Linked DNA regions of Oryctolagus cuniculus: region 2 is linked to region 1. A link is a contact called in public Micro-C data. All regions are on one chromosome and are shown on one strand. Each heading gives the region's core, a stretch centred on a gene start, on an enhancer-like site or on the middle of the called end of the contact. The rest is flanking DNA. Distances are from core to core; before and after follow the strand shown.

The links. Hi-C and Micro-C count contacts between places; a contact is called where the count stands out from the background.
Region 2: a contact with region 1 is called in a Micro-C map of ear pinna, with 5 times the contacts expected there. The contact joins the promoter of CTDSPL2 here to the promoter of GOLM2 in region 1.

Annotation. Positions count from the first base shown.
Region 1 is chr12:67,226,387-67,232,144 of mOryCun1.1, reverse strand. GOLM2 (golgi membrane protein 2) reads right to left here and starts at 3,491. Exons shown (of 10, transcript XM_002717928.5): 1 at 2,782-3,491. The coding sequence starts at 3,108.
Region 2 is chr12:67,355,883-67,361,640 of mOryCun1.1, reverse strand. CTDSPL2 (CTD small phosphatase like 2) reads right to left here and starts at 2,809. Exons shown (of 14, transcript XM_070054119.1): 1 at 966-2,809.

The DNA.
Region 1 (5,758 bases), core at 2,242-4,741:
ATGTGCCTGAGAGAGCAACTGGAGATGGCTCAAGTGCTTGAGTCCCTGCAGCTCCTGTGGGAGATTCAGATGGAGTTCTTGGCTCCTGGCTTCAACATGCAGCCCCATCTGTTGTGGCCATTTGGGGACTAAACCAGCAGATGGAAAATTTCTTTCTTTCTCTCCCCCCATTCCGATTTTCAAAGGAGTATTTAAAAAAATTAAAAACTGAGAAAGACTGAGTTAAATCAAACTAAATAAGTTTTTTTAAGAATTATTTATTTATTCAAAAGCCTGAGAAAGAGAGGGAGACACAAAGACCTTCCTTCCATCCCCTGGTTCACTCTCCAAATGGCCACAACAGCCACACCCGGGGCCAGGCCAAAGCTGCCTCCCCAGGCACATTAGCAGGAGGTAACTGGCACTTTGATATAGGATGCCTGTGTGTCACCAGCAGGGGCTTAACCTGCTGTGCCACAACACTTTATATGATAGTAGGCATTATGAACTCAAACTTTACTTAGCATTTCCCTCCAAAAAGGTTTTCCTTATTTCTCCTGACCACCTAGGAACAATTCCAACATTCTATTATTCTGCTGAACACCACCTTGGTGATTACTGCTCTGGGGGAAAGCAGAGGCCCCAAAACAGAGGGCATTATTAGGTGGCTGGTGGAAAAATAAAAATCAGCCAAGAATACAGGGAAGAAGGAAAGAGGCCAATCCGGAGAGTCCAACATAACAGAAGCAAGAAAGGAGATTGTTTCCAAAAAGCTAGAGACAGCCCACAGGACCAAACTATTGAGAGATTAAATTGATTGGTAATCAAAATGTTCTCTGGATTTGACTAGAAAGACTGCCACTTGTGACCTTCAAGGGCATAGCTTCAGAAAAGAGAAGTAAAGAAAGACGGCAGGACAGAATTTCAAAGGATAAGGATGAGGCTGAAGAAGAGGAAGCAGATGGAGTCTTTATAAACCAGCAACAATTTGAGTTCAGCAGCGACAGTAGAAAAAAGGAAGCTAGTTTACTGGGAGAAGGGAGGGTGTCATTTAAGTAGCAAAGACATTTTTTTTAGAACAGGGGACATTGGCCGGCGCCGCAGCTCCATAGGCTAATCCTCCGCCTGTGGTGGCAGCACACGGGGTTCTGGTCCCGGTTGGGACGCCGGATTCTGTCCCGGTTGCTCCTCTTCCAGTCCAGCTCTCTGCTGTGGCCAGGGAGTGCAGTGGAGGATAGCCCAGGTCCTTGGACCCTGCACCTGCATGGGAGACCAGGAGAAGCACCTGGCTCCTGGCTTCGGATCAGCCGCAGTGGCCATTGGGGGTGAACCAACGGAAAAGGAAGACCTTTCTCTTTGTCTCTTTCTCTCTCTCACTGTCCGCTCTGCCTGTCCAAAAAAAAAAAAAAAAAAAAAAAAAACAGGGGACACCTACACCTGGTTGAAGGTAAAAAGTGAAAACTTACTGAAAGAGACTAATAATAGCATCCATTAGATGGAAGAGATGCAATCCAGAATAAGAATTACTAGAAAAGACTTTTATCTCTCCTTTGTGTTTCCAAAGAATTTAAATAGTAATGTTTATCCCAAGCAAGAAGACCTCATTTTAATACTGCAACACTTTATGGATTTCTGCCTACTCTACAAGAGTTTTCCAGTCTTTAGAGTTCAGTGTTTAGTTTGTGCATAAATCTGCTGACTCCTTGCCCCTCTCAGAGTATCTATATTATGGTGAATAGGGAAGGGGCCATAGGGAAGTACTTAACCGGAGGGACTTAACCGTCATGAAATAAGAGGGTAGAGACTAATGACAATAAGGAAGTTGGGTGCTCATAAAGATTTTAATTTATAATAATTCACTATAAATTACTTGGATAAAGTAAAAACTTACAATGTGAAGATTACTGCAAAGGGACCAGAAAGAAAGGTATCTATTAATACTCCCAAACATTTTTACAATTTTACTATAGCAACAGAAGGGGCAAGTCCCAAACAAATACAGTTATCAATATGTTGGAGAAAACAAAGATCATTTAGTAGCAAGTATGAGTACAGTCCAGTTTTAAACTTTTTAAGTTTAAACTTTGTATCGTCTGCCATAAACTTCAACTACTAAGGTACACAAAATGTCTTTTTTCAAAGACAATGAGGACACAGACAGGAGATTCTGCTGTTGCTCAGAATTTATTTTTAGGGTCTACCTTTTGGGTTAATTTCATTAACAATTCAAACTGAATACATAATTATGGCTTCATTATGTCCAAGTCACCACGGTGGCCCATATATGGCTCCAAGGCCCATCTATCCTAACATTTTGATCACAAAAAGCTATTAATATTTGATTTAGTTATTTAATACATTGCACTATCGAAATTTGAAGCCACTGCTTCAAAAATGTGAATTCCCTATGTGGAGGAGGCCCTGTTCTTTAAATAAAGAAATCACTGTCAATCGGTGTGCACAGAATAAGGATGAGACCACCATCTCCACGAAAACCTGGCAGCCTCCAGATTTGTATGTCTGTGAGCCTAAGGCGGCCACATAGGCCAGATGACTACTACTGCCAGCTCAGCAGCTGAGCTTGAGGGGAAAGGCGGCATCACACGCAAGCCACTCTGGAGAACCACAACTTACAGCCAGTTTTGTCTGGCAGGGGCTGGAGAATGTGACACTGCTAGACCGGGGAAAAGTCTGAAACATGGTTGTTGAGGCAAAGGGAGCCTCCAGGGCTACAGATCAGGCAACTGCTGCTGGGCCAATACCCCACGCCGGAGCCGTACCAAACTCTGGGCTCGTCCTTACCTTGTCATCTTCGCATCTCTTCCCCAGGCCCTCCCTGGCCTGCAGCCGGCTGCTCAGGCGACCGTAGTCGGCCTCTTTCTGGTCGATCTGTTTCTTGTGCGTGTCCACCAAGAGCAAGAGGTCCGAATTGCGCTTCTCCAGGCGCCCGCGGGCCACCTCGGTGCGCTGGACCTGGCCCTGCAGCTCGGCCACCTCCTCCTGGAGCAGGACGTGGCGGGAGGAGATGCTCCAGTAGTTGAAGGCAAGGACAACGATCACCACTAGAAGCACCACCAGCACGAAGGAGGGCAGGCGGCCAGCCCGCCGGTTGGCCCCGAAACCCACCATGGGGCCGAGCCGGGCCGTACCCTGGGGGCCTCGCAGCCGACACCTGCAAGCAGAAGCTCAGGCCTCGGCTACTGAATTGCCCGGGGACGCGGCCCCAGGGCCGGGCGAAACAGGAGGCGGGTTTATCCGCTCGCTGGCGAGCTGGAGAAGGGGGCGGGGCCGCAAGCCGCAGGTCCCTCCCCGCCCCCCCTCCTCAAGTCTGGTCAAAGCGCGTTCCGGAGGCTTTGAACCCGACCCTGAGCCCACCGACTAGAACCGGGAGAACCCCGCTGTCTGCACCCCCGGCCCAACACCTCAGGGCTTGGGGGCGGGGAAAGGAGGCGGAAGGGGACGGATTTGACATGGCCCCGCCCACTGACGGGGGCCGGTCTCTTAGGGGGCCATTTCCTCGTTTCCGACGACCCTCTTCTCGCGAGATAGCGGGTTTCCTCTCTCTCGCTCAGTCCTTTCTCGCGAGGGTTATCTTTGTTGAGTAGGGTGCAACGTGAGTTTTGGCGGTCTGAGATATGTACCTGGGCTGGTGTCCGTTTGACTGTAACGTGCTTGATTCCCTGGATCTAAGGTCTAAGGAGTCCTGCCCTGCGTCGTCCCTCACGCGGATTTTGGTTTTTGAGGACGTCAAGAGTTAACGACCTCGAAGTAGGGAAAACAGCCGGACAAGGATGATTGTAAACGTTTCATGTTTGCCTCATTCGAGGGGATTGTTGTTGTTTTTGCTAGGTGTAGAAAGAAAACGACAACAAGACAAGTAGCAATGCCCCCAAACGTTACGGAAAAGAGTGGGACCACATAAGCTTTGGGACTGAAAGGGATGGTGCCAGCCTGGTTTCCAACGTTACCGCATTCGCGAACCTAAAGAATCTGTGTGGCGAGCCCTTATTTTTAAATGCAATGCTGCTTTTGCCTCCACTAGGCTTCCAAACAGAAAGCTCAGAAGCCGCCCTCAATGAATAGTATCCAATGCACTGTTACTGACAATCGAACATGCTCTGGATGAGAAACAAGGGTTCTTACAAATTGTTTTTGCACGCCTAGTCACATCCTCTCAACAACAGTTATGTAGATGAAATCCAACATACAAAGATGTTCAGAGAATTTCTCAAAGTCTCGAATCTTGTTTGAACTCTGTTGTTAAACGCTTGAATCTGTATCATTGCTCTTTGCAGTCTACCCAATTAACCTGCTTTAGGCACAGCGATCATTCGGTGAAACAGAGAAAACCCCGCGTCTTGTTTTCTCTATATATTTCCTTTGTTCGTGTGTAAACACTTAAATGGTTACTAGTCCTAACCTAGGATGGAGTTGCTTTATTTCCCAGGTTCAAGAACTCTTTAAGCATAAAACCCTATGAATGCAAAAACTTTGGTATTCTTATTCAAATTAAGTGGTATGAGGCAGGAAGCCTTGTCATCTCTGAATAATTATTCAATGCTTCATGTCTGTTTCAAAAATGAAGTTACTACAGTAGCTTGGAAGAATTGTTGCACCTTTAAAAAGAAATGGTTTCTCTTTCATATATAGTGTTCAAAAAATAATGCCAAAATTATTTATATGTAGTTCACCTCAAACTCGAACCTTTTGCTCTTTGCTCCCTAACATCTGGGAAATCTCCTATACGCTCAGATGACAAGGAGACTTTGACAAAAGGAAGCAGGGCAACAAAAACAAATTATTAACTGTGAGGAGCCTTCCCACCTCTCCTTTCCTCCACTCAGCTTGGCCTTTCTTTGCTCAGCCAGCAGTTGGAAGTTAGTCTATAAAATGATGTTAACTACTTAAGATGTTACACTTTCCAAGAGTATTTTCTTTTTACATGGGATTCCAATCTAAAAATATAATATTGTATGGGACAGGGACATACATTTTCTTTTTGGGTGCTTTTTTTTTTTTAAGATTTATTTATTTACTTGAAAGTCAGAGTTACACAGAGAGAGGAGAGGCAGAGAGAGAGATCTTCCATCCAATGGTTCACTTCCCAATTGGCCGCAACGGCCAGAGCTGTGCCAATCCAAAGCCAGGAGCTTCTTCCAGGTCTCCCACATGGGTGCAGAGGCCCAAGGACTTGGGCCATCTTCCACTGCTTTCTCGGGCCACAGCAGAGAGCTGCATAGGAAGTGGAGCTGCCGGGTCTCAAACCGGCGCCCATATGGGATGCCGGCGCTTCAGGCCAGGGCATTAACCCACTGTGCCACAGCGCTGATCCCCTTTTTGGGTGCTTTTAAAAGAATTATTTGATACTATTATCCCATTTTACAGATTCAGAAGTGGCTTGTCCATTCATACATCTAGTAAATGTCAGTGCTGAAGCTTGAAAGCCAATCCAATTTCTACTTTTCCCCAGGCAACTTTTTCTTTCTGTTTTGATGGCTATCAAGCTACATCTATTAATAAGTCCAGTCCAGATATCATCAAGACTGTGTATAAGTCCTCTCCTGTAGATAATTCTGGGTTAAACATTTAAAAATTTAGGTAGCAGGGGCTGGTGCTGTGGCACAGTAGGTTAAAGCCCCAGCCTGCAGTGCCAGCATCCAATATGGGCACCAGTTTGGGTCCCAGCTGCTCTACTTCTGATCCAGCTCCCTGCTAATGTGTCTAGGAAGGCAGTAGAGGATGGCCCAAGTCCTTGGGCCCCTGCACCCATATGAGATAC
Region 2 (5,758 bases), core at 1,560-4,059, 130 kb before region 1:
TATACAGATAAATCTATCATTTCAAGTCACTAATTTGTATAGCCACACAGGGCAGTAATCTTGGTACTGCTTTATTAGCATTACAAAGATAAATCCCTGCCTTGGAGGAACGTCTACTAAGTGCATTTCACTTCAGGATCTTGGGAAAGTTTACAAGCAGTATCTTTTAGACTTCCCTAAGGTACTCTTAAAGTGCTTAACATCATTCACACATCGAGCCACCACTAGGGTGAGAAGTAAACACAATTTACTTATGCACTTATTTACCATAGAATTCTGGTCAAGAAGGCAAATGTAAACATACATGCAGGCATGTGATACCCAAAGGAAGCTGAGAATATGAAATATAATAAAATTCACCCTTAAATGACCACCATGAACACCAGGGGCCTTCCACATGAGCTGTTCCTCACTGTCACTCTTGATTTGAAAAAGTAACCATGTCAACTCAGTATTTTAACAGTACAATAGATAAACAGGACTTTATGAAATCCCTTCTCCCCGACTCTCGAAAGGTGTTTATAATCAGTGAGACACAGCAACGCCCCCCATAAGCACCCCACTAGAAAGAATGAAACACTGAAAAAACCAAGTGGATCAAGAAGGTTAGCAAGGCTGATCTTCTAACTTAATTCCCCACAGGGACCACAAGGTTGGGGACTAGGAACGTGAGATCGGGGTGGGGGTGGGTAGCGAAGTGAAATCTAACCCCAGAAATCACAACACAGGCCGCAGCCTCTGAGCTGAAGCTGGCGGGAAGTGAGCTCCCTTTCCGTTCCCAGGGGAAAGTCCAGAGAACAGCGGCTCCACACAGTGGAAGTATGAGGCGCCAACAGTGCATGCCTACCAAGGCGCCGGAGCCGCTGGAGGACCGGGCTGAGAAGGGGAGGAGATCCCGGCAGACGGCCCTGGAAGAGGAGGACTGAGGCTGGGAGCAGAGGCAGCGTCTGGACGAAGGGACTTACCTAACTGTGACGACAGAGAAGTGTCCTCGGTCTCCGGCAATGGTTCCGACTGCGCAATGTGTGGTGTCTTTCCCGCGTAGCCCGCAGCAGCAACAGAACCAGCTCCTTCAGCCAGTCGCCATTTCCCGCCTACCGACCTGCTGCACCGCACGAACAGGGACCCGGATGGAAAGCGGCCTCTCCGCGCAGGCGCCTTAGCTTCCTCCTCCCCCTCCCGCCACAATTCTGCGAGGTGGGAGGGGAGGAATGCGGGCGGCTACAGCAGGAGGTGGGGGCGGGGGCGGGGGGAACACCACCAAACCACTTTTACTTCCGTGAAGAATGTCGAAGCTGCTGAAGCCCGAACAAACTCTCGAGTCCGGGTTCCTGGCAGAGATTGAACATTGGTCCTTAGGGCTGGAGGGGGTAGGAAAGGACAAAACCTGTCAGGCTGCGCCGGGGCCTGGGGGATATGTGTACTTCAGGGGCCTCCGTAGCCGCCTGTGGAGTGGTCGCAGGGGGAGTAGGGAGTAAAGCGTTAGTAGAGGCGGGGACCCGAAAGGACGGTTTTTCCTCCGGCTGCTAACGGAACTGCTTAGGCCGAGCAGGGAGGGGGAGCGCGCCCTGGCCCCGGAGGCGGAGCTTGGGAATGCGTCGCGTTCCCTGGCGGCTAGGTTTAGCACCCGTGGGCGCGCCAGATGGGTGGAGCCGAGCTGGACCGGGCGGGACTAACGGCTTGGCGCGCTGGAGGAGGTGGTTTGTGGAGAGCGCTGCCTGGGGCGAGTAAAAACCGGATCACGCATCTTTTCCTGGGATCCCAGCGGCCCCTGAAGGTGTTCTTTCCGGCTCGCTGACTGGAAGGCAGAGAGTAGTGGCTCCTTGGATCAGTCGTCAGATTCACGCCCTTGGATTCCACGTGATGTAGGCGGTAGGGCTACAAGCTGAGAACTCAGATCTTTCAAACAGCGTGTACCTGCAAGCCTGGGTCAAGGGACGGCCAGCTCCAACAGAAAATGTATCCGAAACGGCTAGTCCTAGTGGTTGGAAGAGCATTATCTTTTAACAAAAAATCCTAGGCCACTTTCATTATTCGTCCAGGATTTAATTATTGAGGGGCGGGCATTGTGGGGCAATGGATTAAACCACCACTTGGGACTCCCGCATTCCAAAGCAGATTGCCAGTTCCAGAGCTCTTCCGCTTACGATCCAGCTTCCTGCTTAATGTGCACTCTCAGAGGCAGCAGATCATGGCTTCAGTACTTGGATTCTTGCCGCCCACATGGAGGACAGATGGAGTTCCTGGCTCCTGGCTTCAGCCTAGCCCAGCCCTGGCTGTTAGGGGAATTTGAGGTGTGAACCAACGGATGGAAGCTCTCTCTGTTTTCCTCTTTCTGTCACAATGCCTTTCAAATAAATAAACCTTAAAAAGAAAAAAAATAGGGCCAGCGCTTGGCTCTTGGCTTCCCATCAGCCAAGCTCCCGCTGCTCAGGCTGTTAGGAAAATGACACAGTCTTATCTATGGCGCGATCTACACCCTGACAACATCCTAGGCTCTAGCCCCCACCTCCATGCTGGAAGCTAGGTGGCCACATGGCCCAACCACCATGTCAGCCCCATCCCCCTCCTGACGGGATTCACTGCTCCTGCTTCCCTGCCCGCCCTACGGCAACGTTTTAAAAGGACCTGTTCCTGAACACGTGGTGCTCCTCTCTCCCCTCCTCTCTCTCTAGTCTCCTCTGCTCTCGCTCCTCTCTCTCAGCTCCTCTCTCCTGCTCACGCTCTTCTCTCCTCTCCTCTCTCTTTTCCTTCCTCACCCTTTCCCTCCGGCCTGCTGGGTTTCCCCCAATAAACTCTCCCCTACTCAGGTGTCTGGTGTGTTTTGTGGCAGCCTTACGTTGGTGCCGAAACCCCCCCGGGACCTTACAACAGCCTTTTGGGGAGTGAACCAGCTGATGAAAGATCTCTCTCTCTCTCTCTCTCTCTCTCCCTCCCTCCCTCCCCTCTCTTCTGCTCTCCTCTCCTCTCTCTCTCTGTAACTCTGCCTTTCAAATAAATGAACCAGTAAAAAAAAATTATATTTAGATGCAAGACAGTGGTTATAGGAAAAAAACTAGTAGCATGCATTTTTACCTACTTTTTTAAACCATTCAAAACTGCAATCTGAAACATTAACAAGGTGTTCACAAAGTCATGTAATAGAAATACCAATAGTCTTTTAATATGTCCTTTATTCCAAGGTGTAGGTTAAATATCCATAATCCAAAATCCAAAACTTTTTGAGTACCATCATGAAACTACATGTAGAAAACACACAAGGGGCCGCTGCTGTGGCGTAGCGTTATGGTAAGGCCACCGCCCGCAGTGCTGGCATCCCATATGGGTGTCATTCAAGTCCCGGCTGCTCCACTTCTGATCCAGCTGCCTTGCTAATGCACCTGGGAAGGAAGTGGAAGATGGCCCAAGTCCTTGGGCCCCTGCACCCACTTGGGAGATCCGGAAGTAGCTCCTGGCTCCTGGTTTCAGATTGGCCTGGCTCAGCCATTGCAACCATTTGGGAGTGAACCAGAGGACGGAAAATTTCTCTCTCTCTGCCTCTGCTTCTGCCTCTCTGTAACTTTACCTTCCAAATAAATAAATCTTAAAAAAGAAAAAGATGGGCCAGTGCCATGGCACAGTGGGTTAATCCTCTGCCTGCAGTGCCAGAATCCCATATGGGCGCCGCTTCGAGTCCCGGCTGCTTCTCTTCCAATCCAGCTCTCTGCTGTGGCCTGGGAAAGCAGTAGAATATGGTCCAAGTCCTTGGGCCTCTGCACCCACGTGGGAGACTGGGAAGAAGCACCTGGCTCCTGGCTTCGGATCGGCGAAGCTCTGGCCATTGTGGCCATTTGGAGAGTGAACCAATGGATGGAAGACTTTCCTGTCTCTCCCTCTCACTGTCTGTAACTCTACCTCTCAAATAAATAAATAAAATCTTGGATGGAAGGAAGGAAGGAAAAAAGGAAGGAAGGAAGGAAGGAAGGAAGGAAGGAAGGAAGGAAGGAAGATAGATACAGGCGGACGTTGTTATGCAAAGGGTAAAGCTGCTGCCTGCCGTGCTGGCATTCCACATGGACGCCAGTTCAAGTCGCAGCTGTTCCGTTCTCATCCAGCTCCCTATAAATGGCATGGAAAAAGCAGTAGAAGATGGCCCACATGCCTGGGCCTCTGCCACCTACATGGGAGACCTGGATGAAGCTCTTGGCTCCTGGCCCATCCCTGGCCATTGCAGCCATCTGGGGAGTGAACCAGCAAATGTAAGATCTCCATCTCTCCCTCTCTTTCTGTACTTCTTTCAAATAAGTAAATATTACAAAAATTCATATAAAAAAGAAAATTCCACACTTCATGTGATAGGGCAGAATCAAAACACATATGCACTTAGACTCTATAGAAACTGCATATGAAACATAATAAAATTTTGTGTTTAGACTTAGGTTCCAATCCCCAAAATATCTCATTATGTATATGGAGATATCCCAGAATCTGAAAAAGCCTGCAATTTGAAACACTCTATTTTCAAGCTTTTCAGACAAGGGATACTCAACCTGTATATGAAATATATTTACCTTTTACCTGAAATATAGACATATGTACTTCATAATTCATTATTAATATTTTATATGTAGGGGCCAGCGCTGTGGCTCACTCGGTTAATCCTCCGCCTGCAGCGCCGGCATTCCATGTGGGTGCCAGGTTCTAGTCCCGGTTGCTCCTCTTCCAGTCCAGCTCTCTGCTGTGGCCCGGGAGTGCAGTGGAGGATGGCCCAAGTGCTTGGGCCCCTGCACCCGCATGGGAGACCAGGAAGAAGCACCTGGCTCCTGGCTTCAGATCGGCACAGCGTGCCAGCCGTAGCAGCCATTTGGGGAGTGAACCAACAGAAGGAAGACCTTTCTCTCTGTCTCTCTCTCACTGTCTAATCTCTACCTATCAAATAAAAAAAATTTTTTTATATGTTTTCATTTCATTATAATTCACTAAAGCAGTAATACACTAAATATTGAAATATCAGAATTGCATTTTGCTCCAATACTTTAATTACTTAATGGCAATGGCACTTAATTACTTAACAGGCAAAGCTGAACTCTTTATTCTCAGACTTGCTTCTCCTTCAGTGTTCTCCATCTTACTGAATGCAGTTTTCCTTACTCATAACCCATGTCCAATGCATTATAAAGCATAATAAATAGATTCAACCAACCATGGGCTGAAAATATGTTTTGTTTTGTTTTATTTTGTTTTGTCTTTGTTTTCAGAGTTAGAGAGGGAGATACAAAAAGAGAGATTCCCCCATCTGCTGTTTCAATCCCTAAATGGCTGCAACGGCCAGAGCCAGACCCTTCAGAAGCCAACAACCAGAAGCTTCATCCTGGTCTCCCACAGGGGTGCAGGGGCCCAAACACCTGGGCCATCTTCTGCTACTTTCTCAGGCTCATGAGCAGGGAGCTGGATCAGAGCAGAACAGCCGGGAGGAGACCTGTGCCCTCATGGGAAGCCAGTATTGCAAGCAGCAGCTTAACCCTTTATGCCACAAAATATTTTTCAATTGGATTTGTACTAAACATGCACAGACTATTTCTTGTCATTATTCCCAAAACAATACAATATAATAACTAATTACATAGCATTTACATTGTATAAGGTAATTTAAGTGATCAAAATATACAGGAGGATTGCTTAGGTGATATGCAAACACAATGCTATGTTACATGTGGGACTTCAGCATCTGTGGAAGTTGGGATCCAGAGGGGATTCTGGAACCAATCTCTCTGTCATA